Regions from separate parts of the Mus musculus genome. Here all the other regions are linked to region 3. Evidence: chromatin contacts called from public HiChIP or PLAC-seq and promoter capture Hi-C data. All regions are on one chromosome and are shown on one strand. The core of a region is the stretch at or near the end of the contact, and the rest is flanking DNA. Distances in the headings are between cores, read along the strand shown.

What was found. Promoter capture Hi-C pulls out the DNA fragments that hold promoters and counts their contacts. HiChIP or PLAC-seq counts read pairs in DNA pulled down with a chosen protein or histone mark.
Region 1: a promoter capture Hi-C map of the HPC-7 cell line shows a contact between it and region 3. The contact joins the promoter of Zbtb18 here to the promoter of Fh1 in region 3. A contact is called at or near these places in 4 of 39 promoter capture datasets (the HPC-7 cell line, HPC-7-derived erythroid cells, erythroid cells and 2 more), 1 of 484 Hi-C or Micro-C datasets (CD4 T cells), 1 of 115 datasets of contacts at active chromatin or transcription factors (astrocytes) and 1 of 9 other capture datasets (liver).
Region 2: a promoter capture Hi-C map of pre-B cells shows a contact between it and region 3, with 5 times the contacts expected there. The contact joins the promoter of Fmn2 here to the promoter of Fh1 in region 3. A contact is called at or near these places in 6 of 39 promoter capture datasets (cranial neural crest, embryonic stem cells, frontonasal cranial neural crest and 3 more) and 4 of 115 datasets of contacts at active chromatin or transcription factors (astrocytes, embryonic forebrain, embryonic hindbrain and 1 more).
Region 4: an H3K4me3 HiChIP or PLAC-seq map of stem cell-derived neural progenitor cells shows a contact between it and region 3, with 6 times the contacts expected there. The contact joins the enhancer-like site here to the promoter of Fh1 in region 3. A contact is called at or near these places in 11 of 39 promoter capture datasets (the 3T3-L1 cell line, 3T3-L1-derived adipocytes, cranial neural crest and 8 more), 1 of 15 datasets of contacts at CTCF or cohesin (large pre-B cells), 4 of 484 Hi-C or Micro-C datasets (B cells, embryonic fibroblasts and stem cell-derived motor neurons) and 4 of 115 datasets of contacts at active chromatin or transcription factors (astrocytes, embryonic stem cells, extraembryonic endoderm stem cells and 1 more).
Region 5: a contact with region 3 is called in a promoter capture Hi-C map of pre-B cells, with 4 times the contacts expected there. The contact joins the promoter of Ifi209 here to the promoter of Fh1 in region 3. A contact is called at or near these places in 1 of 39 promoter capture datasets (pre-B cells) and 1 of 484 Hi-C or Micro-C datasets (B cells).
Region 6: a contact with region 3 is called in a promoter capture Hi-C map of pre-B cells, with 7 times the contacts expected there. The contact joins the promoter of Akt3 here to the promoter of Fh1 in region 3. A contact is called at or near these places in 7 of 39 promoter capture datasets (the 3T3-L1 cell line, the HPC-7 cell line, hematopoietic stem and progenitor cells and 2 more) and 1 of 115 datasets of contacts at active chromatin or transcription factors (astrocytes).
Region 7: a promoter capture Hi-C map of liver shows a contact between it and region 3, with 2.1 times the contacts expected there. The contact joins the promoter of Sdccag8 here to the promoter of Fh1 in region 3. A contact is called at or near these places in 7 of 39 promoter capture datasets (the 3T3-L1 cell line, the C10 cell line, the HPC-7 cell line and 3 more), 5 of 484 Hi-C or Micro-C datasets (B cells, CD4 T cells, embryonic stem cells and 1 more), 3 of 115 datasets of contacts at active chromatin or transcription factors (acute myeloid leukemia, astrocytes and stem cell-derived neural progenitor cells) and 2 of 9 other capture datasets (adipose tissue and liver).

Annotation. Positions count from the first base shown.
Region 1 is chr1:177,440,228-177,444,153 of GRCm38.p6, reverse strand. Zbtb18 (zinc finger and BTB domain containing 18) reads right to left here and starts at 1,803. Exons shown (of 2, transcript NM_001355099.1): 1 at 1,559-1,803.
Region 2 is chr1:174,499,816-174,503,290 of GRCm38.p6, reverse strand. Fmn2 (formin 2) reads right to left here and starts at 1,466. Exons shown (of 18, transcript NM_019445.2): 1 at 1-1,466. The coding sequence starts at 1,245.
Region 3 is chr1:175,624,125-175,627,931 of GRCm38.p6, reverse strand. It overlaps Fh1 (fumarate hydratase 1), which reads left to right and starts at 2,297. Exons shown (of 10, transcript NM_010209.2): 1 at 2,297-2,481. The coding sequence starts at 2,359.
Region 4 is chr1:174,599,020-174,602,911 of GRCm38.p6, reverse strand. The region is part of intron 4 of Fmn2 (formin 2); the gene reads right to left. Among named protein-coding and RNA genes, the nearest start is that of Fmn2, 99 kb to the right of the region's middle. Within about 2 kb of position 2,096, at least 9 of the 459 cell types and tissues checked have an H3K27ac peak or open chromatin away from gene starts, as enhancers often do.
Region 5 is chr1:173,628,922-173,632,616 of GRCm38.p6, reverse strand. Ifi209 (interferon activated gene 209) reads right to left here and starts at 1,758. Exons shown (of 7, transcript NM_175026.3): 1 at 1,462-1,758.
Region 6 is chr1:177,247,443-177,251,455 of GRCm38.p6, reverse strand. It overlaps Akt3 (thymoma viral proto-oncogene 3), which reads left to right and starts at 2,689. Exons shown (of 13, transcript NM_011785.4): 1 at 2,689-2,780. The coding sequence starts at 2,735.
Region 7 is chr1:176,813,028-176,816,884 of GRCm38.p6, reverse strand. It overlaps Sdccag8 (serologically defined colon cancer antigen 8), which reads right to left and starts at 2,225. Exons shown (of 18, transcript NM_029756.3): 1 at 1,830-2,225. The coding sequence starts at 1,896. It also overlaps a transcript of Cep170 not described here.

The sequences.
Region 1 (3,926 bases), core at 554-3,053, 1.8 Mb before region 3:
GTTGGCAGACTTATTAAGAACTATTACTTCAGCGTGGTTCACCTTATTGTTTTACTCTTACCTAAGCAATTTATCTGGATCTACCTCTCAGGAAAATAGTTCACACTGCCACCGTTAGTGCAAATTTCCACTTTCAGCATCAACAAACTCAAACTGCACTTCTGAAATACTGGAAAGTATTTTAGTTCAATGAGGCAAATTAATAAACTGACAAAACCTGCTACAGTCACTTAGAATGGTTGTTTGACCACACAGCTTGTCTTCCTGCTCAGAAAAGTCACTTTTGTCTTGCCCTTGGTCTCTATAACTTTGGGGAAAGGGGTTGTGATCACCAGGAGGGTTGGGAGGCCAAGTGTAGACTTTGGGAACTTTTTTTGGCTACAGTTTGTGGATCTTTTCTAATGGCTGATGTAATGTTAATGTAACCGGGGCTGGGTCGCTGGGTGCCCTGCAAGGTGCTGCGACATCTATGAATATCAGACACATCTCCACCGACCCTTGGGAGGTTGGAGAGTAGAAAAAAGAAGTTGGGGCCTGAGGCACAAGCGTCCCAACCCAGGCGACAACCACTTAGGCTCGCTTAGAAAACAGAGGCAGGGAGCTAGAGAACAAAACCCCAACTGTGTTCTGCTCTCGCTCACGAGTCACAAACCTAACTTTCTCTAACTTCGCGGTGAATGACACAATTCTGAACTCGTTCGGGAGGCACTCTGTGCAGATAGACACATTACTTCCCTGCCACACACACACCCTCTTTTCCACAGATGCCCTCGCCCCATTCCACTATATCCGACATTAATCACCCAGTTTACCCAGTGGGGTGGTGGTGGGGGTGAGTGACAGTTTAATGAGTCCCAAGCACCGCAATGGCCCGAAGACATCCACTCCACGGATCGACCCGTCCACCGCTACCGCGGACCCTCGGAGGTTCTGTGAGGTTAGGGGGTTTGTTTTTCAGAGGTGGGGGCAGGGTGCCCCGGGTGTGTGTGTGAGGTTCAGGGGTGGGAGAGGAGATGCAAATCTTCCCGCAGTTCGCGGTGCATAAAGCACTTCAGGGAAAGAGGAAGGGTGAAACCACGGGGAAGAAGGTGCAGGGCAGAGAGCCGGTGCAGCAGGAAAGCACCTTCCACAACGGCCGAGAAAACAGACCCCGGTCGCGGCAACAACAAAAGAAAAGTCGCAAGAAGCGGCGCGGCGACCGCTCCCCCGTCGCCGCCGCCGCGCGCCAGCCCCCGGGGCCTCCCGGCAACCGCAACCCGGGCGCCGCGCCCTCCCCCTCCCCCGGCCCTGCAGCTGCACCGGCCCCGGAGCCGCGGCCGTCCCGGGCGCTGCAGCTGCGGCGGCCCGGCCCCCTCCCCCGCCCGCCCGCCCGCCCTCCGCACCGGGAGGCGCCGCCGCAGCTGCACCGAGTCCGCCCCGCGCCGCAGCTGCACCGGCCGGGGAGCGCGGCCAGGCGAGGCGAGGCGAGCCCGCACCGCCTGCCCTCCGCCACACTAACTAACTCCGCCCGGCGGGAGCCCACGGTCGGCAGCGGGGCAGGGCGGGCGCGGGGACTCACACGGAGCGGCCCGAGTCGCCGCGTCCCCGCCGCGTCCTCCTCCTCCTCCTCCTCTGCCGCCGCCGCCGCCGCTGGACTTGTGGGCGTCCTCCGCCGGCCCCCGCCCGCCCGCCGGCCCCGGCCCGGGCCCCGCGCGCCCCCGCCGCCCCCCGCCCGCGCTGGCAGCCTGAGGCGCGCGGCCGAGCCACAGGGCCCCACTCTTTCAACGGCTCCCCATGGCAGCAGCCCAGCGGCGGCCGCAGCCTGCCAGACGCACGGGCGGGAGCGGGCGGGCGGGCGGGCGAGCGCGGCGCCGGGCCGGGGGGCGGGGCGGGCGGGGCGCGGGCGGGGGGCGGACGACGCACACGCACGCACGCGGCGGCGCGGCCCAGATGTGGCCCCGCCCGACCGGGCCGCCCCTTGCCGGCCGCTCAGCGATTGAGCGAAAGCGGCGGGCCCCGGTCTCTGGCCCGCCCCCGGCCTCGGTGGCGCCCAGTAGAAGCGCGGTGTTCCGGGAGGGCGGAGAAGCGGCGGGACTGACGGGGCAGCTCGACCAATAGGAGTGGCGGTCAGGAGCTGCCGCTTGCGCGCGCCAATCGCAGACGGCGACTGTTGGGTGGGCGTGGTCTTCTCGGGGAGGGGCGGAGCTCGCGGACCGCGGCGGCGGCGGCGGCGGCAGTAGCGGCGGCAGTGGCTCCCCTCTGGGTGACTTGGCCGTGAGAAAGTGAAAGGAGCCCGCAGGCGGCGGCGACAGCTGCGCGGGGAGGGGCCTGCTTCCCGGCTGGAGACAAGCGCGCTCTGGGGGTGTGGAGCGAGCGAGTCCGCGTGCACCGCGACGGCCATAAGTATACTTTTTCTCGGGGCAGGTGTCCCGGGGAGGCCGAGCGCGCGGGGCCGCAGCTGGCCAGGGCCAGCCTGGGGCCGCTGGGTCTGGCCCTCCTGCGGTGCTCGCCCAGGCCCCGTTCTCCTCAGGGACGCGCCGCCTCCGGCCTGCCGAGTCGGTCGCCAGGTGCATGCGAGCTACAAGCTCCTAGCGGCTGTGAGAGGCGCCTTTCCCCGGCGTCCTCTGTTCAAGTTGCAGCTGCGTTTCTTTTCACGATCCCCGCGTCCCGTCTGTACTCTCCGTGACAAGCAAAGACACTGCCCCGAGACCAGTCTTAGACCTTTCCAGTGAGATTGATACTTGTAGACGCTTTAGTCTGTTCCTTAATTGGTGCGTAAGGAGCCACGGCTTTGTAAGGAAGGGAGAGACCTTATTTTGTGTTGCACCTCTCTCCCTTCAGATAAACTTCTTCCTTACCTGTTCTTTGTGCCTAACCAGCAAAGAGGAAATGTAGAAAATTTCTGCCCTCAAGATAATGGAAGGCAAGAATAACACACAAGTAAAAAGTTGAGTAACAAGCAGGGGAGAGAATGATTCAAGACAATAAGAAAAGTGCATAGCGAGGAAGTCAACACACTAGTAATTGTCTAAATGAAATGTGTTTACTGTTTGCTATGTGAACGCTGACTGGCAAGCCTGGTTGCTAACCAACTCACCAGGAAACCTTGCAGCTGAGCAAAATCTGCTTTCTCTTTCTTCCAGGACAAACTAGTAAAGAAGTTGAAAGTAATTGTGTGGGCAAATCAGACATATTGAATTGCTAATGAACACACATACTACGCCAAGTTCCCAAAACTTTGATATTCTGTTGGAAACAGTAATGGTTTCTACTCTTTCCTCAAATCTCTTAAATCCTCATGATGGATGGGGGCGGGGGGGGGGGGGGAGGGCGGGGGGGGGAGGGCGGGCCTCAGGGGCATCCTCAGATTCAACCCGAATTTCTTACCCCCCCCCCCCCCGTGCTTCCCAGAAGAAAGACCCACTCTCAATTTGTTTAGACATTTTGGGAGTTTACAGGTGGTGTTTGTTGTAGTTTGATTTGGCTGTTTGAGACAGGGTCTCTGCATTAGATGGTCCTTACTGTTCTGGAACTCACATGTAGACTAAGCTGGCCTTGAACTCACACAGATCTGCCAGCCTCTGCCTCCCAAGGGCTGGGATTAAAGGCTTGAGCCACCTCATGTGCCTACCAGTATTCTAGATGAATGAAATACTTAAAAAAAAAAAAAAAAGAAAGAAAAAGAAAGAAACATAAAAAGAAATCTATATGTTTCATGGAGAATTCAAGAGGATAAAAGGAAAAAGATGTTTATATTTATAAAGCCATGTTTCACCAATTAAAAGCTAACAATAAGGGGTTAACAAACCTCTTGATAAATAGATATAAAGTACCTGCTAATGTCAGGATATCAAATCATAAATTTGTAAGAAAACTGGGATTCAGATTATCCATCAAAACTTAGACTCAGTTTTATGGCATCCAGAACGAAATCACAGCTCTAACAA
Region 2 (3,475 bases), core at 217-2,716, 1.1 Mb after region 3:
GTTGGGGGACTGGGACGGGGAGTGATTAGGAGAGCTGAGCTGCCGAGTGGTGGTCTTGATGTAGCAGGGGGTGATGAGTGGGTAAGGTTTGAAGCAGCGTGGGCTGGGCGCAGGGCTTCCAGGCAAAGAAACGACTGCGGAGGTAATGGATTCTCGCATGCCCTCCTCCGGCTCTTTCTCCAGCCTCTGTGAGGCTTCTTCCACCTCTGGGACCCATTCCTCCCCTGGAGAGCCGCGGGGGGCATCCTCAAAAGCATCCTCCTCGCACTCCTCATCTGTGTCCCCAGTTCCAGCCACGGGAACTCCGGCGGCTCCCTCCCCTGGCCCAGCCTCCGGAAAGGTGAAGGCTGGTGATGAGAGAGAGTCTGTGACTGCGGAGGGGGCGGTCGCATAACCTGGTGTCTCGGAGGTCAAGTGGCTTCCGGAGGACGGAGGATGCTCAGGCACCAGAGACTTGGTGGTCTCAGGCAAGTCAGGTCTCACCGGTAGTGCCTGTACTGTGTCCTTTTCAGCCTCGCTTCTAGGTCCCAGCAAGAACTGGTCCAGGCCCAGAAAGGCCCCAGGCTGAGGGGAGATGGCAGTGGGGGGCGCTGCAGGCTCCTCGGAGTCCTGGAGCAGCAGCTTCTGCTGCTGCTGCTGTTGCAGACGAATTGCCTGCTGGATGTCTGAGAGCAAATCCTCCTGCTCCGTAGCGGAGTGGAAGCTGTAGATGTCCGTGTCTGAACCAGAACTGGTCCTTTGTCCATCTTGCGCTCCAGCCGCAGTTTCCAAATCCTCCGCGGTCGCCTGGATCCCTACCCCAGCCTCAGCAGGCCTAGAAGCACCGGGATGGATCACCTCGAAAGGGTCAGCACACTCGGTATCCGATAGGCCTGTCTCCTCAGCGGAGAGGCTGAGGTCCGGGGTCTTGGTGACTATAGAGTGAGCGCTGTCCAGCTCCCCAATCGGCAGGGCCTGTGAGTCCAGCACATCCTCTCGCGAGTCGCAGGCACCTTTCCCCTTGGTCAGGTTCTTTCTGATCCGCAGGTTGGAAAACACCGAGGCTCTAGAATCGGACTTGCTCTTCTTCTTGCTGGTCTCCCCGCTGCCCCCTCCCCCCTTGCCGTGCTTGCCAAGCGCCTTTTTGCTCCCGCTCGCCTTCTTTGTGATTTCCGCATCCCTGGGCCCCGCGGCATCCTCGGCTCCGCCGCCTTCGTGGGAGGCATCACCTGCGCTTCTCTTCAGCTTCCCATCCTGGTTCCCCATGTTTCAACCCCACTGCTGCGCCGCCGCGCCTTGGGGTCCTCAGGCCATCTCGGCCCTGGAGAGGGCCAGGGGAGTGTCCGGGACAATTCAGGCAGCTGGGCCGGCCGTTGGGAGCGGAGGCCGAGGAGCGCCCAGCTGGCCCCGCTCACATCTGCTGCCGCTTTGCATAATGCGCGGTGGCTCTCCCGGCTGCCGTCCCTGCGGCTGTGGCTGCGGCCCTGGCTGGCGGGCGCGAACATGCTCAGTTCAGCGCGCACTCCCCACCAATGGCTGCACAGGACTCAGCCTTGGCCTGGCTCCCCGCCCACCGCCGCCGCCCCTTCAGTGCCCCCTTTGGCTCCTCCTGCAACCAAGTAGGAAAACCCGTCTATCTCTAGTACTTCATAATTGGGGGTGGGGACAGCAGGAGCTGTCTTTATGTATCCCAGACTAGATCGAATTTAGAATCTTTCTGACAGGTTATCTCTGGGACCTTCATCTCCACCTTGAAAATAAAACATGTTGCCCTCTTTTCAAGAACTGGAATGTTGGAACAGTTTGATGAAACTTCAAAGCTCGCAGACCTGCAAAGAGAAAAACACAGGAGAAAAATCGAAGCCTAATTCCAGGTCAGAAGTACCATAACATCAGGAACACACACACACACACACACAGAGAGAGAGAGAGAGAGAGAGAGAGAGAGAGAGAGAGAGAGAGAGAGAGAGAGAGAGAGAGAGAGAGAGAGAACTTCTGTATGGCTCCAGTTCAAATACTTGTTGAATGGGTGGACTGTCCTGTCTGTCCTGTCCCTTAAATACTTGACCATGGCTTTGCACACTCTTAAGGTTTGTGAACATGCTACTTAGGGAAAGGTTCCTTCCCCAGACTCTCTGCCTGATACACAAGCCTCTTCAAGAACAGGACGTTAACTGCCATTTCCAAAGTGGTTTTGTGAGACCTTTCTGGACAGAGAAAAGAGAGGTAGGGGATGCTGAAAATACTGAGATTAAAGCTGATTAACATGCTAATCTCCAAAATTCTATGTGTTTACCATATAAATTAGACAACATTTGTATTTAAAAGGGGTGCATGAATTATAACTCCCAGGAGGTCAAACTCATCAATATTAAACATGTCACAATGTGATGCTGTATAAAAGGAAAAAGAAAAAAAAATGCCCTTGGTACAAACACAGGAAATTAGACATTGTGCTATAAAGGATGACCAGTTTCTCAAGCAAACCCATCCAAGCACACTTTGTCCAGGGCCAGGGCTTCCTAAGTTTTAGACCTAGATAACAATCACTTTTTCTTACTGTGAATTGTCCTCTTTATTTTAATGACATTAAACTATAGTTTTTGTTAAATGTCTTAAAGCTTCATTAGTATTTTAAAAGGCTGCAAACAATAAAAGCAAAAAAAAATCATAAAAGTAGCATTTGTAAAACAATGTTACTCTTTGTTGGAAATCCAGACAGCAATTACCATCCTTTCTCAAACTATGATCTTTAAAACAAGTGTTCACTGGAGCAGGTGGACTGATGTCCTTAGGTGGCCTTTTTGAGTAAACAGTTTGAAGAACTCAGCTTTAATAACTGTGCCAGCGTAATATCTCAGTCTCCAAGGGATCCCGAGAGCCTGAAAAGCCTTTATTTCACCTCTTTCACAAGACTACTGGCTCCTCTCTTCTAGAATGCAGGCTGCCCCAGGGCACACTTTGCCTGTAGGCCACTAGAATTCTCGGCCTCCTTGAATGCTGCATACTGAGATACTTGATTCTTGGTTCTTGCTCTTTCTCTAGCAGAGCAACTTTGATTCAGACCTGTTTGTTTCTTTGCTATTCTCTTCTGTGATATACCCAAGAAGTTCAGGAGACAAAGGGGGAGGGGAGGACAGAGAGCTAAAAGAAAGGCAGAAAGAAAACGGATTTTTTTTTCCCCAAGTCCTTTGAATGTGGGAGAATAGGTGGCCTTTGAGAGGCAGGTCAGAGTTGACAGAGCTCTATTATAAGGTCACAAAAGTAGTAGAAGAAACATTAGGGACTGTGGATGGGGGATGGGAAGGGGGGTGGGACGATGATAAAGAGCAATGGGGATGAATGGGATCCACCCTGTCAGTAACATCAGCTGGGAGACAGACAGGGCTGCCTCCTGCAGCCCAAGGACTTACCCTGTCTAGGGACAGCCAGGAAGGTAAAGCTAGCCCTTGAGGATATTCACCAAAAAGAATTTCAGGACAAGTCAGAGTGAGGC
Region 3 (3,807 bases), core at 1,048-3,547:
AACGTGGCACTCAAGTTTAGAAATGAATCTTCTATTTCGTTAAGAGTACAGACAAAGCAAATGGTAAGTGTTTGTGTTGCTTTGTGGTAGGAGAGTAGAGAATGGAAACAAAGGACTCATGATTACTTATAAACTAAGCAGAAGACAGGCCTTAGGTCTCAGAAACTCAGAGAAATGGCTGAGCTGTCATTAACATATCAAAGCAATATCTGGGGCTCCTCCCAGCACTTTTCAACCCTTTCCCTCCTCTAAACTTCTGAGAGCTGGGCTTCCACCTGCACAGCTCTTTTCCCTATGTAAGTCAGCCATTTTGGCTACATCATTCTCTTAGCCTATTTATTGGCTTGATTACCTGTCTTGTCTTTGTCAGTAGCTCCTTTCTTGCCCCCATCCCATCCCCTGCCCCCTTTCCTCCCATGGCCTGGTTTCCTCTGCCTGCCTTGTTCAGCTTGGCCTCTTTCCTCTCTCTGCTTTCTCCCTTGTATCTACCATAAAAATCCTCTCCTTACTTTAGGAGTAGTCATGTCCTCCTCCTTTCATTTCAGTTGTTTTTTTCATTCAGCTGGAACCCAGGAGATCCCCCTACACACACACTCACACACACACACACACACACACACACACACACACACTCACACACACTCACACTCAAACACTCACACACACTCACACACACACTCACACACACACTCAAACACTCACACACACACTCACACACGCACTCACACACGCACACACACACTCACATACACTCAAACACTCACACACTCACACACACGCACTCACACACGCACACACACTCACTCACACACACTCACACACACACACTCACACATGCACACAAACACTCACACGCACACTCACACACACACACATATTCACACACACACTCACACACACCCACACACACTCACATACACACATACTCACCACACTCTTGTGGCTGCTCTTTAATGGCAAAAGTGTAACATTTCGGGCAGAAGATACACTGCTTTATATGATTGTACTTTATCTTACTGCTTTGTCTTTTTCCCCTTAACCTAACTTTTAAAGAAAATTTGGTTCTACCTTTCACCAACTACTCTAAAAATTTCTCAGCCATTAGTTGAGAGAGGGAAGAACTAGATACTGAGGTCTGAAAACCCACCGGTACTGGTTTAATTGATTTAGCTCAGCTATTAGTCTTATTCTTACTTATTTTATTTCATTTGTGTTATTTTGAGACAGGGTGGCCTGTATCCCACACTGGCTTCAGACTCCCTGTGTAGCCAAGGATGGCCTTGAACTACTATTCTTCCTACCTGCACTTCTCAAGTGTGAAGATTGCAGGTCAACAGTGCATTTGTGTCAGGCTCACTATGAAGCCAAGGTTATTCTTGAATTCAACTCCTCCCTACCGTGGCATCTAGAGTGCTGAGGCTATAAATTGAAGCCTCTCATTTCCTGAAGAACTTCCTCTTTAACTGTCTTCTGATTCTGCATTAGAAAATTAAAAGAAGAGACACAATTTTTTTTATCAGTTACTCTTTTTCCATTGGCATCATTTAAGCAATGTTTTCCCTAGCCTGTAACCACAAAGAAAATCAGAGATGAAAAATCCCAAGGAATGTGGACACATTATAAATGTTATCAGAGGACATGTTAAAAGACAGAGGAAAAGGCTGGAGAGATGACCCAGTGGTAAAGAGCAGTGACTGCTCTCCCAGGTGTCCTGAGTTCAATTCTCAGCAACCACAGGGTGGCTCACAACCATCACAATAAGAGGGATCTGATGCCCTCTTCTGGTGAGTCTGAAGTCTGCTACAATGTACTCATAGACATAAAATAAATCTTTTAAAAAAATGACAGGAAAATTGACTCCAAAATGACAACTAGGAGCATTGTGGGATAATTGATTACTACTTCCTTGTTTAAAATTTGAGGCACTTTCTAGGAAGATAAGTATTTGAGACACGGATTCATACAGCTGCACGTCATGGGTGGTTGCAGGATAAATATTAACTTGATAACATGTTCTTTCTAGGCTGTCTCACGGACCTAGTACTACAGGCATCTTCAGCCAGTTTCCTGCCTCCTAGCAGCCACATTTGAAGTATTGTCGGAAGATCTGACCTCCCGCCTCTTGTCTTTTCCCATGATTCCTTCCGCACTAGTTTCCCGTGAACCCGAGGACTTCAAACAGCCATACTACAGGCCCAGGGAAGGCAACCCGCCCCATTAGTTATTATTGGCCAGTCATGGTTAGTCCCGTCCTACATGCTCAGGAAGAGGCGTTTGATTGGTTACGAGCGTGGCCGGAATCTGACGTATTAGGGGGCGTGGCTCAGGCTCAGCTTTCCACCCCCGTACAGCAGCACCATGTACCGCGCACTCCGTCTCCTCGCGCGCTCGCGTCGCCTCCTGCGGGTTCCGTCCGCCGGTGCTGCAGTGTCTGGGGAAGCGACCACCCTCCCGCGGTGTGCTCCGAACGTCGCGCGAATGGTGAGCGGGCATCTCGGGACCCGGCCTCCCCGGGGTGACCTTCACGTCAGAGTGTCCCGGGTGTCCCCGCGGGCCGCGCCTGGGCTCGGCGCCGGCCAGCACGCTCACCATCCGCCCCGGACGCGGCCTCCAGCCGAGTGTGTTGGGGCTGCGGGCAGCGCTGAGGGACGCGCTCCTTCCTGCTGGGGAGCCTGAGTGTCAGGGCAGACCTGCCCAATGCCTGAGCTTGCAGAGGCCTTCGGTCCAGGACACCTTCTCTGGGAAAGAGCGTGCACGGAGGCAGAGGGTGGGGGATGCCGGGGTGCAGGAGTAGCCCGAGGAAAGGGGAAGCCCCTTCCTTGTCCAGATCGCAAGCCCTGCTGGCTGGACACAGACAGGATGCTCCCCTAGGCTAGGGTCTGGCTTCTTGGTCCACCAGGGTGCTCTTTCCTGCTTTCAGGCCCTCGAAGTGGATGAAGCCAGTGTGTCTTCTGAACGGAAAGGCTTTGCTTCTTACTAACTTGACTATTTAGCTTGTGAGGTTACATGTGTTCTCTCTCACAACTGGGTGTAAAACTCCGAAATCCATAAATGTGGACCTAGGAACATAAGTACTCGGAAGCATGCCTGAGCAGATTGGATAGGACCGAACAATTGCCCTAACCAAGATTTTGTATTCAGAAAGACAGCTAAAGGAACTTAAGGGGCCAGGTCCAAGGTATGGCATGCTTCGTTAAGCCCCTGTACTGTTTAGAGTTCTTTAGAAAACGAAAAATGCGAGTGTGTATGTACTGTTAGGAAAAGTTTGAGAAATGAATAGTTAGGAAGACCACTCCGAAGTGTAGCATGTCTTCTGTAGTGTGGGGTGTGATTTCAAGTCCTACTGCTGCGTTCAGGCTTTGTCCAGTTTCTACATGTAAAGCTGAGATAATTACAGAGGCTCAGCAAGATAGAACTTGGGGAAAACACTGTGCTTCTTAATTAGACCTCCTTTAGTGTCCTTAAAAGGGCCAAGACGTTCTCTCAACTTCTAGACGCTTGAATGACAACTCTGTACCGTCTTGGGGCTTGGGAGATGACACCAGTGAAGAATCCATCAGGTGGTTCACACCCACCTGTAACATCAGCTTTAGGGGACCTGTAACACACTCTTAATAACCTCGACATATGCGTGTGTGCAAACATACATACACACACACACATATGCACCCATGCACACACAGACACACACTAACATAAATCTTGGAAAGAAGCTATGAAGTCCAGGTTGCTTAAAGTTCCTGGAACTTTGCTCTGGTGATTTTAATGCATTCTAAAATCTCTTTTAAAAAGACTGGGTTTCTTTTT
Region 4 (3,892 bases), core at 847-3,346, 1.0 Mb after region 3:
TTTTGTAAATGGTGATATGAGATCCATAATTTATTGTCTACGTCACTCAGATTTACAAGCTCTGTTGATTTTAATGTCCCTGTATTGATAAATGTGGATACACACTTCTACACAAACCATATAAATTCTATCCTTCATGTTTTGAATTCTATAGACAAAAACAAAAAACAAAAAACAAAAAAAAAGAAAAAGAAAAAACAACCTAAGGTTTTGGATCAAGCCAATGGCATTCCAAATCTACAATACTACAATAACTTAATATATGCGAGTCAGGATCCCATAGGAAGTAAATTCAGACTTTAAACAAGTATGATTACTTACAAGAAAGTAAAACACAAACAATTTCGAATTTTAGGGCAAATTTCAAGAAAAGAAGAAAATACTAGGACATATGATATATGAAAAATTATAAATAATTTTTCAAGGGTTTGTTAAAGTGAAACTCATTACAGAAAACAAGAGCTTCTCAGAGTTCAACCTGAATGTATGGGGAGGGATGGAGGGAGGCGGAGGGTAAGACAGAGAGGGAAGGGAAGAGGGAGGAAAGAAGGGAGAAAGGGAGGGAGGAAGGGAGGGAGTGCTATGGAATCTGGAGCTGGATACTGGACATCTTTATCATTCTCTGCATTGTTCATTGAGACAGGTTTCTCAATGGACCTAGAGATTACCATTTCTTCAGCTGGCCTGGTAGCCATGAAGTCCAGAAATCACCTTTCTCCACCTTACACATAGTACTGGAGTTATGGGTGCACACAGTCAGCTAGACACACCTTTTAATGGATGCAGTAAAGAACTTGGGTCTTCAAGCTACGAGGGAGTGCTCTTCCACTGACATATCACCCTTAGAACCTCCAAACTTTATAATAAAATGAATACTAAATTGTTGAAAATTATAATGTACTTAACCCAAAATGAATCTGGTAAAGTCTATGGAACATAGATGAGACATGTGGCATACATGTGAAGAAGACAAATAAGAAATAAAAACTGGCTAACTGGCCATCTTCTTGTTACTTAGCATAACAGATGAGCAATAGACTGAAGCAAAGCCTATAGGCATTATTGATAAGGATCCCTGGTAGAAGTAATAATATATGTGGGAAAGAGCCAAGGTAACAAGGAATCAGATCAACAAAAGGAGGGTATCTGCTGCTCTCAGTCACACGCTTTTGGAACTTCCATTCAGATGTTGAGTCAATTCTGGCAGACTGCTGGCTCATACTCTAAGAGAGTGCATCACTCCAATTACTCAGACAGTACTAGAAAGAAAAGCACTACAATGTGTATGACTCCCTTCATGATCTGTAGATAGAAGGTGCCACCTCCTGAGTACTGACGTCCCTTATACTAATACCCAGCTGCAGTCAAATGCCAGCAAATCCTAATGAAAATCAAATACAATGGATGAAGACCACTAGTTGGTGATGGAGAGTTCCCTAGACCCTGCCATGCAAGCACAAATGTTCTCCCAAGGCTGCTGCTGCTCTTCTTATCAATAACTGTGGCCTTAATCTTGGCTAGGATAATTACTCAAGACTCCTACTCATATCGCTCATAAAACCCTGTCCTCTCTTGGCTCCTACAATGCCAAACTCGACCTTCTCATTTTTTCTCTAATGCCTTCTCTGCTTTTGCTTTATTGTTTAGTTTTGCTTTTCAGTAATAGCTGGGGCCTGGATTTTATCTTTGAGTAACTTAATTGGTGATATACAATCAAGAAATCACTTTCTCATTCACCCGTCTCTCCTCTCTGCTGGCTATTGCTAGTCTTTCTTCTCATGGCTGCTTCAATCCTGCCTTGTGTCTGCTTGGCCTTTGCTGCTATTTTATCTCTCTGCCTTTTGACTTAAATCGAAACTGTATCTTATCCTCCAACCAACTATCATGTCCTAAGAGCTCTGAACCCCTGTTAATGGCTGACCAATGTCTCTCATGATGAATAGTCCCAAGAATCACCAGGGGCTTGTTAAACCCAGGCCTGTTGTCTGAATCCCTAGGGTTAACAATGCAATTGCATTTCTAATCAGTCTCCAGTTGATGCCATTGTGGCTCAGACTAATCTGCACCTGACACAGTCACCACACCCACAGCCCCTCCTTGGTTATCATTTCTACTGCCTCATACAATGTCTCAGCTGAGACTCTCAGCCACCCAGAACTGCACTCCTGACTGGCTCTACTGTGCCTCTTACTGTCAAGCCCAGCTACCTTTGCCAGGAAGTTGACTTTCTCATTAAAAACGTTGGCCTCTGTTTGCTGAGAACACATTAACTTCTCACAAGGCTCATAAGGTCTTTAATGATCTGTGTGATGAACATAGCCCATGTCATAGTTAAGATATGAATCGCCCTCCTCCTGAAAGAGTCACCTGTGGATGGTGTGGTCTCCAATTCATAGGGCTATTGAGGAGGGATTGGATTATGGAGGTACCAAGTTCATCAAAGGATTAATCCATGCATGACCTCCTAACCAGGACACTGAATATTCTTGGAGGGAGAATATCACCGCTGAATGTTTCTGGAAGCAATCTTATACTGGTTTGGTAGGCTTTGGTCACCTGTCCACCCAGAGTTGAGCCACTTGGCTCCACTGTACACTGTCTCTCTGTGTTCTGTTTCACCAAGCCTGGGCCTAGAAGCAACACAGCCAAGAGACCATGGACCAAAGCCCGAAACCACAAGCTGACATAAGCCTATCCTCCTTTAAACTGTGACTAACACCACATTACCCATCTGGCCTACTGCAGAGGGGATACTGTGAGGATTAAATAAGATAAACTTAACCTGTGTTCTTCAAACTCATCATAAGCAAACTCTCTGAAAATCCTCAATTATTCAATGCTGAACCACACAGCTCCTGAGGAAAACACAAGATTGGATTCCAGATTTCTGTAAGTCTTGGGTAACATCTTGTCACATGATCTGTGTGTACCCTGTTTCCTTTTTAATGTCTTATTTAAGGATTGTTGTTGATTCACTAACACTGAACACTTACACTGGCCCCAGGATACTCTAACTTTTGTTAGAACAAAGTTTGACTAACATGTAGTCTAATTACTAGGTCCACCAAGGCCTTCTGACACTTTGGAACACCAACAACATTTTAACACTAAGTGTAAAGTCATTTTAAAGGATATGCAAGGTGGGTCTAATAAACCACACAAAGGCTACTTGCTTAAAGACTTCCCTTTGTTCAAATTTACCTAGAAAAGTACATACTTCACAGAGCAAGATTTTTAGCCGCATTGGACAGGTTTGCAAATGACCATAAACACACCACAGAATGTAAGCGCTACAATCAACTTTAGCCAATAGGTGAGTTCACAAATACAGAATCCATGAATAATGAGGAGCTCAATGGTACAGCATTGGCTTAGAATGGACAAAAGCCTGAGCTCGATCCTCAATATTGACTAAAAATAAAAACATCATAGAGACTATCACCCTTCTGTGAGATCAACTAACAATCTGAGTGTTGACTATGTGCCTTAAGCTCTTCAGAACTTCTTTCACAGACGAATAATATACTTAAATCCCCCAGAGGTCCTCAGGTAGGAATGGTTTATAAGCCCATTTTACAGATGTGGAAACTAAGTCATTTAAGTACTTTCCCTGAGGAGAGTCACACGTGCTAGACTCACATCAAATAGCTAACCTCCCGCTAGCAGTTCCACTTAAGGTCTGTCATGGTTACAATATGTACGCACACAAGTCATGTGTGGGAAATGTTATGCCCAAAGCAACTTTGAAAATACCTCAGTTAATAAATGGCATTTGGAGGTAATGCTTTGGAGGGTAAATAAGACTGGCTGTTGTCACCAGAGTGCAGTGTATTAGTGACTTTATGAGAGGAAGAGAAGGCTACGCTGGCGATTTCAGTCTCCTCCCCATGTA
Region 5 (3,695 bases), core at 509-3,008, 2.0 Mb after region 3:
CGCTGTCTGGAGTCATGTTATAATGTCTAATTGTCTTTTTCTTTTTAATCCTCCCTCCCTTGAGACATTGTTGACTGAATGAGCTGGCTTGCTTATAATAATAATAGAAAGATCAGAATATCATGGTACATTTAGAAGTACATCTCTATGGAGGCTCTGCCTGACTAATACAGATTGCAGATGCTCACAGCCAACCACCAGACTGAACAATGGGACCCCAATGGAGGAGTTAGGGAAGGACTGAAGGAGCTAAAGGGGTTTGCCATCCCATGGGAAGAACAACAATATCAACCAAACAGAACCCCCAGAGCTCTCAGGGACTAAACCACCAACCAAAGAGTATACATGAAGGGAACCATGGCTCCAGCTGCAAATGTAGCAGAGGATGGCCTTATTTGGTATCAGTGGGAGGGGTGGTTCTTGGTCCTGTGAAGGCCCAATGCCCCAGTGTTGGGGAATGGCAGGGCAGGCAGGCAGGAGTGGTTGGGTGTGTGAGGGAGTACCCTCATAGAGGCAGAGGAAGAGGGGATGAGATAGTAGGTTTGAAGAGGGGAAACTGGGAAGGTGGATAACATTTGAAATATAATAAAATAAAATAAAAATAAAAATAAATAAAAAAGAAGTACATCCCTTGATTGTTAAAAATAAGTAAAATCTTTTGCAGTGATTTAGAAAGTTTAGCTACAATAATTAATAAACTTAGTGAGCCTGGTCTAATGTTCACAGAACTTTGAAATCAATTAAGAGCTTCTATCCAAGTCCTCTGCTGTGGTACATATATTCTTTAAACTGTTCTATAAATGTGCAAGATACATGTGTTCTAATTGACCTTCCATCACTCTATTACACTTCACCATTAGAGAACCAAAAGGAAAATAAAATAACTTTCCTGATGGTAGAAATTAACAATGGAAATACCATCTTTAGAGAGGTGTGAAGAAAGAACAACACAGAATGGGCTTGGGAAATGGTTAAACCATTTTGTGTTTATATATTATGAACCTGAGAAACTTCCTACTACACATAGTGATAGGATATTAGAAAATTCATTTCATGTCCAGAGGCACTTTTCATTCACAATAATTTTTCATGCCACTATCTTGGCTTTTTCCCACTCACCCACATATCCCAGATAACCATGAACTCCCTATCCGAGCTAATTATAGCCTTCACATTATCCACTTATTCAGATTTATGCTTAAAAAGTTCATTAAACTATCTAAAATATGCAAAATGTTTTATTCTTAGCTCATTCCTCTGTGGTGGAGGACTAAAGATGTCTGCTATCTTTTTGAGTGACTGACCCTAATCCGGCTGCTGTGGGCTCACTGCTGAGTGCAGCAGGCACCAGATCAGCACTGCCTCCTCCACAAGAACCAGCAAAGGTCTTTTCACTGTCCTTGTTGTTTTTACAGATGTAGCCAATATCTACCATATCTACAGAAAACAGGTAGAACTCACCTTGCTGGATGTTTCTCTAGGGATGTAAAGCTGAGATCTTCTACAGGGCAGGACTAGAGGCTTCTCCACTCCTCTTCCTCCTCTTCTCTTTTGTCCTTCTTCTTCTTAAAGTTTGTTGGGGACAGGGAGGAGTTGGTGTGTGTGTGTGTGTGTGTGTGTGTGTGTGTGTGTGTGTGTGTGTGTATGTGTATGTGTGTAAGAAGATAAACCAATAAATCTCTTGGGAACTGGAAAATGTAATCTACAGAAATTCTCAGGTTAGACTCACTCCATGGACTGAGGCTTGCTGAATGTCTCAGCTGGGTGTTGTTTTGTTGGCAGAAGAGCTAAGAAACAGGAAGTTCCCCTCCCGGCAGAGTGCATCTCTTTCGATTTACTCAGAGATTGAAACTCAACAGTTTTCTTCCTGTATACCTTTTAGTCACCATAAGAAAGTCAGAGACAGTTACACTCCATTGATATGTTTTGCTTTTCTTACAAATCTTACAGGTACAAGAACCAAATATAAAAGCACTGCATCCAACAAACTCACAAGTGAGTCACCAGGAATGTGCTCTCTTTTGAATAAAGATGAACTCCCAAAAGGCAAAGCTAAGTCACCAGGTCTCTTTCTTTCCTGCTCAGGATGCAAATGGCAGCAGGAGAAATTGGCAATTGCTAGCTGCTCTTGAATGAATTTCAAAAAGAAAAAAAAAAAGAAAGAAAGAAAAAAAGCAAAGAAAAGAAAAGGAAAGAAAAAATCTGAGATGAAATTGCTTTTGGTTTAAACACTTCACTCCTTTGTTAGTTCCCTGGACTTTCCAGAGTACCATGCTGTTAGAAACATATGACTCCAATCTCACGTAAGCAGAAAGGATTTTGGCTTTAGCTTTCCTCTTTTCTGTTACTACTACTACTACTACTACTACTACTACTACTACTATTATTATTATTAATTTATTTACTTTCAAAGACAGTTTTACTGTGTAGTCTTGGCTGGCCAGGAACTCTCTCTGTAGACCAGGATCAGTTTAGATTTAAATCTTTTACCCAGCTTTGGAAAGTAGTATTCTTTAACTGGTGATTGCCTTAATTAAGAACTTTTAAAAATGTGCCATCATTTCATGTTTCCATCATTGGGAATTGGATTACCTTGAAGTATTTCTGAAACAATATAGATGACTAGAAACTGTGGATTTGCTGACTAGATGCCATTTTCACTAGTTTCTTAGACTACATAAAATACTAATTATTCCCAAAAAGGAGAGAAGGGGAAGGAAAGCCAGAGAGAAGCTTTTCTTGGGAGAGCTAAGCCACTGGACTTGTGCTGTGTCTCCACCATTGATTCTGGTTGCAGCCCTTTATTCATGGTGAATGGAGGTTGGAAAATACCATCTTTATCTTTCTTTTGTTTGGCCAATGTAGTTTTTCCTTTTCCTTTCTTCATCTTTTGAACTGATTTAGTAAAGAAAGCCCAGGGGAAGTTGATCCTACTGTTTCCGCTCAGCTCCTGCTTATGTCTCAGTGGATTTGCCTATCCCTGCTGCAGAAGCCCAACATAGCCACAAGGTAGCCAAAGGTACCAATCTGGGACAAGCACTGTGGACAGTATTTGTATGGATCATTCCAAATTACAGCATCAGAGAAAGAAATTATGGTTTAATTTGTGATGTGGCAAAGTGGTGATATTACACTTTGACTTCTTATCCCTGTTGTTGTTGTCATTTGGTAGTCGATGCAGGGTCTGACTATGGAGCCCAGGCCAGTCTCAAAATGTAGCTCTTCCTGCTCTGGCCTCCTGAGTGTAGGGATCACATGTATGTACACTATGCCTAATTTCATCATGTTTTCTTTATTGCCAATTGACTTTATGAAAGGGACTTGCTCATTATCTCTGAGATACAGTTTTACTTATAATTAGATATTATCGCACAGGATGAATACTAATAATGGAATCAAATAATAATTAAACACGAGTATTAACTTATTTAATGTTTTAATGAACTTTTCTTTAAATTAATTTTTACTTTTCACTATTTTATATAAAATTACTTTTTTCCTTATTATTTTCCACTTTCACTTTTTTTAGATTTAATTTTTATTATTTTAGGTGTATGAATGTTTTTGCCCACATGTATGTCTGTGCAACACGTAAATGCCTGGTACCCAAGGAGGTGATAAATCTCCATGTGGTTGCTGGTAATCACACCTGGGTCCTGAAACAGCAGCAAATACTCTTAACAACTGAACCAACT
Region 6 (4,013 bases), core at 1,440-3,939, 1.6 Mb before region 3:
AATAGCATTGCTTTTACATAGAAAAGACAACATACTGCTAATCCAATAATTACATTTTAAAGTTTTGTTTCAAGATGGTACCGTTTTCGCCATTAGACACAGGAATAATTTTAAAAGTTGCATATTGTGATTATGGATAGAATTTAGGAACTGTTTAAGGTACAGTGGAATAAGACGACCTCTAATACTTAGTTAGGGTCAGTGACCTTGATAAAGTTTGTTTTAACTTAGTGTACATTTTAAAAATATAATCCTAATATAAGCATTGATCTCTCTCTCTCTTTCTCTCTCTCTCTTTCTGTGTGTGTGTCTGTCTCTCTCTCTCCCTTCTTCCCTCCCTCCTTCCCAGAATCTAGTTTTCAGAAAAAGTCTATTATAAGATTCATTGATTTGGATCGATCTGGTTCAATTTCAGGAAGACTTATATTCTCTTAGTGTTCTTCATAAGGATATTCCAATATAGTTTATTTTAATTGGAAGTATTGATTGGCTATATCTATTTATTCTACCTTTACTCCTAAGAATGATACAGGTTCTCTTTCCTTCAGCTTATATACTTGAGAGAGAGGGAGGGAGGGAGAAAGAGAGAGAGAAGGGGGAGAGAGAACATGAGTGTGAACAGTTGATCGATCTTACTAGAGATGGAGCTCATTTGTGAAAGTAGAACTGACAACAACTCAGTGCAGCTATGATGGCAGCATTTGCACTAGTCTTTTCTAGTATTTAACTTACAATTCCTTATGCATTATATGGAGTTAGCACTTTCTTTCAAACTTTTTTCCTAGCGATTTTTTTTCTAGCTCTATAATATGTAGTCAGTTGGGTTTTTCACGATATGATGTCAATCAAAATAAAATATTTTGATGCTATACTCTAGAGCTTTTATTTTTTTTCCTGTTTGTATTGTTTTTAATGTGAACTGGGTATTACTTTAAATAATATGACTGCTTCCTCTGTCAGTACTCAGTGTGGGAATTATTGGTAAATTATCTCTTATTTTAGAATATTTAATGTTAGTAGAGATATTTCATGGGGACAAAATTGTAAACATTTCCCAAACAACTTTAACAAAGGACTTACTTTATCTAGTTTCTTTTAGTTCAACACTCTATCGAACAATCATAATTTTGGGAAAGAGACCCAGATTACAGTATCCTTCTTTATTCTGCAGCAACACATCCCCATAATTATGATTTTGAGTAGTCCTGTCCCTGTCTTTATGTATTGTGCATGACATATGTGCAGAGCCCATGAGAGGGTGGTCTTCTGTGGAGCCTTTGTCAGGTTGTATAGAGGATGTCTATTTTTGGTCACTGATTGATGAACGGGTAGAATTTGCACATAATTTGTATTGGAAGAGGAATTGTAATCTAGTTAAGTACTATCTGGGAATTCAACCTTGAATTTAATTCTATACATATTTATGAAGGTCCGACTTCATAGAATAGTACAATTAGTCTATGTACCTATTTTTTTTTTCTGTTTACTTAAAGTTTATGTTGTGTGTCACTTAAGACTGGTTATCTGGCCCATATTTTTGCAAATGTGGAAGCACTTTCACAAAGTTCTGTGGCAACATTTCCCCTCTTAGATTGGTAGGGACAATAATAGTGCAGTTCATTAAGCTTATTGCTCTATGTAAGGATGCCTTGAAGAAACCTTTTACTAAGTTATCATGTAAAGACCTAGGGGATAAACTTCTGGTTAATATCTTAGGAAACACTGTTTTCTTCTCAGCAGCTCTCGTCTTTTTTGTATTACAGACATTAATACTGAAACCTATCATGGTTTTGAATTAGCAGTTTTCCTAAAACATTTCATTCCAAATTTTTGACTTTCACAAGTAGAGTTTTGAAATGAAGAGTGCCAATTTAGGAGTGAGGTACTCCAAATTCAGATTTTGGCTCTACAGCTTACTACCTTGAAATCTAGCAATTAGTTATTCTCTTTGAGCCCCAGGCTCACAGTTCTGTGAAATGAAGGCCGAGTGTCCTAACAGAGTTGTAAAGATTATCAGAGAATGACAGATGAACAATTTTGGCATGTCTTTTCTACTTTTATATTTCCTTTGTTCTACTTTTTGTATCTACCCAAGGAAATAATGTTGTATACTTAATGTAATTTACCTAAAATATTTTTAGAACAAGGCAGATTATATGAATGTTAGTTTCTTGCAACATTGTATTTTACATAAAATAAAGCAATTAAAACTATAATGATTTTTGAAATTAAAGGGATGTGGGCCACTCAACTTTCATTCTTTCTCCCCTTCATCCCAAATACACAGTACAAAATGTGCTTTCTGTATATTTGTAGATCTGACAGTTATTTTGTTAGGACATTTAATTTCAGTCTCTTAAGTTAAATATTTCACTATCATTTAACATCTGCCACAAGACCAGAGCAGTGTATTCATAGAACCATTTATTAATCCCCCCATGTTTGAGAAGCTAGACTTTATGTGCGGTCAGGCCAATTGAAGACATTTACAAAGACTTAGTTGTTTGTTATTGCTATGTGAGTTCAAGAATGGAAAAAAAAAAAAGAAATTCTTTCTTCAATACTTCCTTCCAGGCTGAGTCATCACTAGAGAGTGGGAAGGGCGGCAGCAGCAGCAGCAGCAGCAGCAGCAGCAGCAGCAGCAGCAGCAGCAGCAGCAGCAGCGAATCCAAACCCTAAAACTGACCTGCAAAGCACCATTTCTCCAAGTTGGGGGGCTCAGAGGGGAGCCATCATGAGCGATGTTACCATTGTGAAAGAAGGTTGGGTTCAGAAGAGGGGTAAGTTAAGTGCTGAGCTGTGAGTGGGTGCTGAGAGTTGGTCTTTCCTCTGGCGCTGTTGAATCAAGTGGGAAGTGCTGTCTGATAGGGCTGAAAGAAACTTTACCATGTATGTTAGGAGTCTGCTTATTTAGGGATTTCCTTCTAATTCTTTTTTTTTTGTAGTTTATAATTATGACGTTAGATTTTTGCATGCATGCATGTTAGTAATGTATTTTTCTATAATGTCTTCAGATTCAACAGACTTTACAGAATTTAACATAGAAATGAACTCTTGTGTCTATAAATGATATATTGATATTTAGATAAAAATATGGCTCTGTGTAAATTTGTATGGTAGCATAAAGAATTAATATAGTAAGGCGAGGGCTTACATTTAAACTGTTAGACTAAACAGACCCATAAATTAGGTAAATTAAAGCTCTTATATAAAAATTCAAATGTGGACAGTGATTTTTTTTGTTTAATTTTATATTTTTTGTTTACATGATCTACTTTTACTGTATATTTCCTGTCCACTCTTTTTTGATAAAGGCATTATTTTTATTATTAAATAACTGCTATAAAATTTAGTTTATAATGTGAGTGATCACCTCCTTACTTAATCTATATGTTTATTAGAGATCTGGACTTTAGGCTAGTTGCTCAGCAATTATACCTGTCTACGTACATGGCCAGATTCAGTAGACTGAGGAATCCTTTTGGCCCTATTTGAGAGTTGAAAGTTACCTCTAACCACTGACTTTCATTTCTTTGAAAATCTTTGGTTAATGCTTAGGCTAAAGAGCTGTTGTCAGTTTTTAAATGGAATTTTAAAATAGGCCTTATCAAGTTATAATTTACATACAATAAATATTCCAAAAAACCCTTTTAATGGGTTGTGCCTTTTTATGGTGTACATTTGTGGTGATGTAACAAACACTACAGGCCTAAAATAGAACATTTCTATCACTCTAAAAAGTTCTTTCCATGTTGCTTTTAGTTCACTGCTTCTCTTTCAACTTTGGCAATCACCTGATGTGTTGTCTCTTACTATAATTATGATTTTCAAAGATTTCAGTTCAGTGGACTCATAAAACCCATGGTCTTTTGTGTCTAGTTTCTTTCCTACTCACACTTCACTGCTTTATCCATGTCGTTTATGTGAAAAGAAGAACTACTTCAGGAAATACTATTCTTCATTTATTTGTTTATTTTTAACTAATTTTCTTTTTGAAACAGAATCTCACTTTA
Region 7 (3,857 bases), core at 976-3,475, 1.2 Mb before region 3:
ACGGTGGCCCACTGCATCCCAACTTGTTGTTATTTGTCTGCCATTTCTTCATTCCATTGCCCTAGTCAGATCAATCATGTGACTACATCAAAATGATTAATATTAAACAGCCACTTCCAGTGGTTAAATAGAGGTCCAAAATTATTTCACAGAAGAACTAGATGAAAAAACCAACTAACCAACCAACCACCACCACCACAACAAACAGAAAAACTTAGCCAATCTAAAAAAATTGTAACCATGTATATCATTGAGCACAAGAGTTTTTCTTGATTCCACAAAAAAGTTAGGAGCAGTTACTTTAGAATCCACCAACTCTTAAAATATCAGTAGGAGGAAGAATGCATTTAATTACACCATCCTAGAGTTTGAACACTGAGGATGCTAACAATCTGTACCACCACCAATGGATACAGATGACAAACAATAGCCTACAAAGTCCTACGGAGATAAACTTTCTAGTCTTCTCAGAAAAGGATTTAAATTTTAAAGGAAGCAAATGCTAGCAGCTAACGTTCAATAAGCATTTGTGTGCCAAACATTGGTTACACCCTTATTTTGAACTATAGCAATCTGCGATTGCTTTGCTTATTGTCTCCCTCATTAATCCAAAGACTCCACACCATAGAGACTTGTGGCCGATTCATCACCTAATATGGCTAATCCAAATCAGGCATTGAGTTATCATTTGCTGAATAATTCAGGTTATAAATGATTCAAATATTTTATCTGTTGGCCATAGCATATGGGGTTATGAAAATGCAGAATAGGAAAAAGTACATCATAACCCGTGGAATAAAGTCTTTAGTGAAATCTTTCTAAGTCCCACATTAACTTGCCCATCTCTCCTTCCTTCTTTTCCACACACCAGACAAGCATTCTAATACTAAGCCACATTCCCAGCCCCTAGCACACATTTCTTGCTACAGATTTCTTAACTTCTGAAAATAAATCAGTCTTATGTTCATTATTCTTTTGGTTAACTTGTTCTCCATAATAATCATGTTGTAGTTGACACCACGAATTCACTATAACAAAGTCTCAAGTTTCCGGAGATTTCACATGTGGTCAAAAGAACAGAGCTAGCTAGCTATGAGTATGGAGAGCACTTTGCCAGATAATTATTCTTCTGGTTCTTTGCTCAGAAAACTTGAATTAACTAAGCTAGGCTTCGATTATAGTAATTATTACTTGATTAATAAGAAAGGCATAGGCTTTGAAGGTGGATAGGCCTGAATTCTGTACATGCCTTTGCCGCTACCAACCAGCTGTGTGAGTTTTGGCTTTGGTTTCCTGACCAGTAAAATGGAGTCATTAGTGAGATAAAGTTTTAAATACTTTGCTATATGAAAATAATGTAGATCAGTAGATATTGTATTATTTCAAATAACTATTAGTGTTTTCTTTCTGGACTTATACGTCAGATTTGCTATACTACACCAGAATTTGCATGTGTAAGAAATATAAATAAGGAATTTATTGAATTAAACAGCAACAGTATGGCAACAGGGTAAAAGTGGCATGGAGCTGCCCATGAGTTTGTGCTGGCACTGGTTGATAAGACACTTAAATCAAGATGTAGGTTCCTTGTTGGGTCAGGTAACCAACCACAAGGATAAGGATAATGCTGCTTAATCCTAAAAACAAAACTAAAAGATTTCATCCATAAGGTCAGAGCAACATCGGTCGTCTTCCTCCACAGCCTGGCTAGTGCTCAAGGAAAGTCTCTGGAAAAAACAAAACAAAACAAAAACAAAAAAACAAAAAACAACCCACTATTGCCCGTGGTACCTAAGAGCTACTAGGCACTGAGATTCGGAGCAACTCACCCCGGAGACTCCGTTGGTATTGCCCCAGACTGTCCTCCAGGGTAGAGTTCCCTGGGGACTTCGCCATGGGGTCAGAGATGGGAGTTATGCGGGAAAGTATCCAGTGCACCCCTCCGAGGACAGGCCTAGCGCTGGGGATGAGGGGATGCCTGCCTGCTTCCTGTCGCTGCTGTCACTAGGGAACCAGGAACCCCGGACCGAGCTCCTAGGGGCTCTTCCTACCCCCTGGCCCTCATGGTGAACGTCGGGAATTGTAGTTCTCAGGCTTAAAGCCTGCAGCCTCGAGAGTCCTATGAGCCTTCCAGCTATACTACGCTTCCCAGAGGGCTATGCGCTCGGAGCGCCACTCCGACAGTTTAGCGGCCTGAGGCTGTTGCCAAGAGACGGGTTGGCGCGCCGCGCCCTTTCCCTTTTGCATCGCTTGGATTAGTCCCGCTGTCCTGCCATCCTCAGCCAGCTGGATAGACTCGCTGACAGAACCGGCCCGGTGAAGGACTTAAGACTCTTCAAAACGGGCCGGTGTGGAGTTGATCCCTGAGCCCTCGCAAGCATTCACTGCAAACTCGGTTTTAGTTAGGAGTTCTGTCAAAACTGTTTTTCTCTAGAAAATGAAGTGTAAATCTTCCAAACAGCCAAACTGTGAAAGTGACGGACACTGCAACTCCTAGCCTGCTCAGAGCCCCGCCCTCCGCGTGGAGTTGGCGCGCTGCCCGCTGGGAATCGTAGTCCTGGTTGGTTGCGGTCCCACTCCAGCCAAGCGGCTCTTTATTGTTCAAGACTGTCTTGAGGGCACGCCTGCGCAGTGGGCAGCTGCGAGAGCGTGTGGGTGAGACCCTCTGCAAAGCCCCCTTTCATTGTCTGGGTCTGGCGCCTGCGCAGTGAGGCATCGCTGGGCCCTGGCTGGAGGAGGGAGAGGACCTGGCTCGCTGCCCTTTGCGAGGCGCCTGCGCACTGAGCTGCCGTTCGCTGCCGTTCCCGCTATGTGTGGGGCGTGTGTGGAATAACGTTATTGCCCAGCGGAACCGAGGGGCCCCCAGCTCCACGGCGGCGGCGACGACGACGACGACAACGGCGAGGGGGTGGGGGGAGGACAGCGTGGCAGAGACAGACGGGACGCGCCGCGCCCCGCCTCCCGGTCCGGTCCCTCTCTGCGGTGAGGGGTAAGTGATGCGCTCGGGGTCGGCATGGCCCGGGATTCTGCACATCCATAGCTCCGGCGGCCGGGGCCGGGGCCTGGGCGCGGCCCGCGGCGGGATGGAGTGCGGGCCTGGAGGGCGAGGGGCGCCACCGGGACGCCCCGCGCGGCCGCCGCCCTCCCGTCCCCTCCCTCCCCTCCCCCATGGGCTGCGGCCGGCTGCACAGGGCCGGCTTCCCTTCAGTGCGCCCGGTCCTCTTCTGTTCACTCCCGCTTTGTGTAGCCGCCGCCTGAGCTGCCTGGGAACGCTGCGGGCGGAGCGTCTAAGGAATGGCTGCGCTGCCGCTGGGCAAGGGAGTTTTCCAGGGCGCCCATCCCTTTTGTAGGGTTGGTTTCGGGGTGTGAGGAGGGTGGCGGCGGTGAGGAGGGGGTGACGGACGACTAGCCTTCAGATGGCGTTGGGAGGGCGTGGAAGACGTGCTGTCACGCAGGCTGCCGGGCGACAGCACACCACGTAGCCTCCAGCTCGGTAGTAAACCCACGGGAGGAGCGAGTGGCTTCCTGTGGGCTTCATTGTCCCAAGATTCAGTTGTTGGGTTTGGGTCTAGTTCACTTCCATTTTTATTCAAGGGAGAGAGAGAGAGAGAGCAGCTGCGTGACATGTACGGGAAGACAAGGAATTGTGTCCTAAGTCATATGATCTCTGTTTTCTGATTTTGAGTATAAACTGTCGTCCTGACCCCCATCCCCAAAGAGTATAAAGACAGGCTGTACAGGCTAGAGTCCCAAGTCTGCCAAGCTGATCAATTTAAAATTACTAGGTGACAATGAGGGCTGGGTTTAGGTAGGGCCTGACAGCGAAGCTGTTGTTTAGCAGGGAAATGAACCAGCAG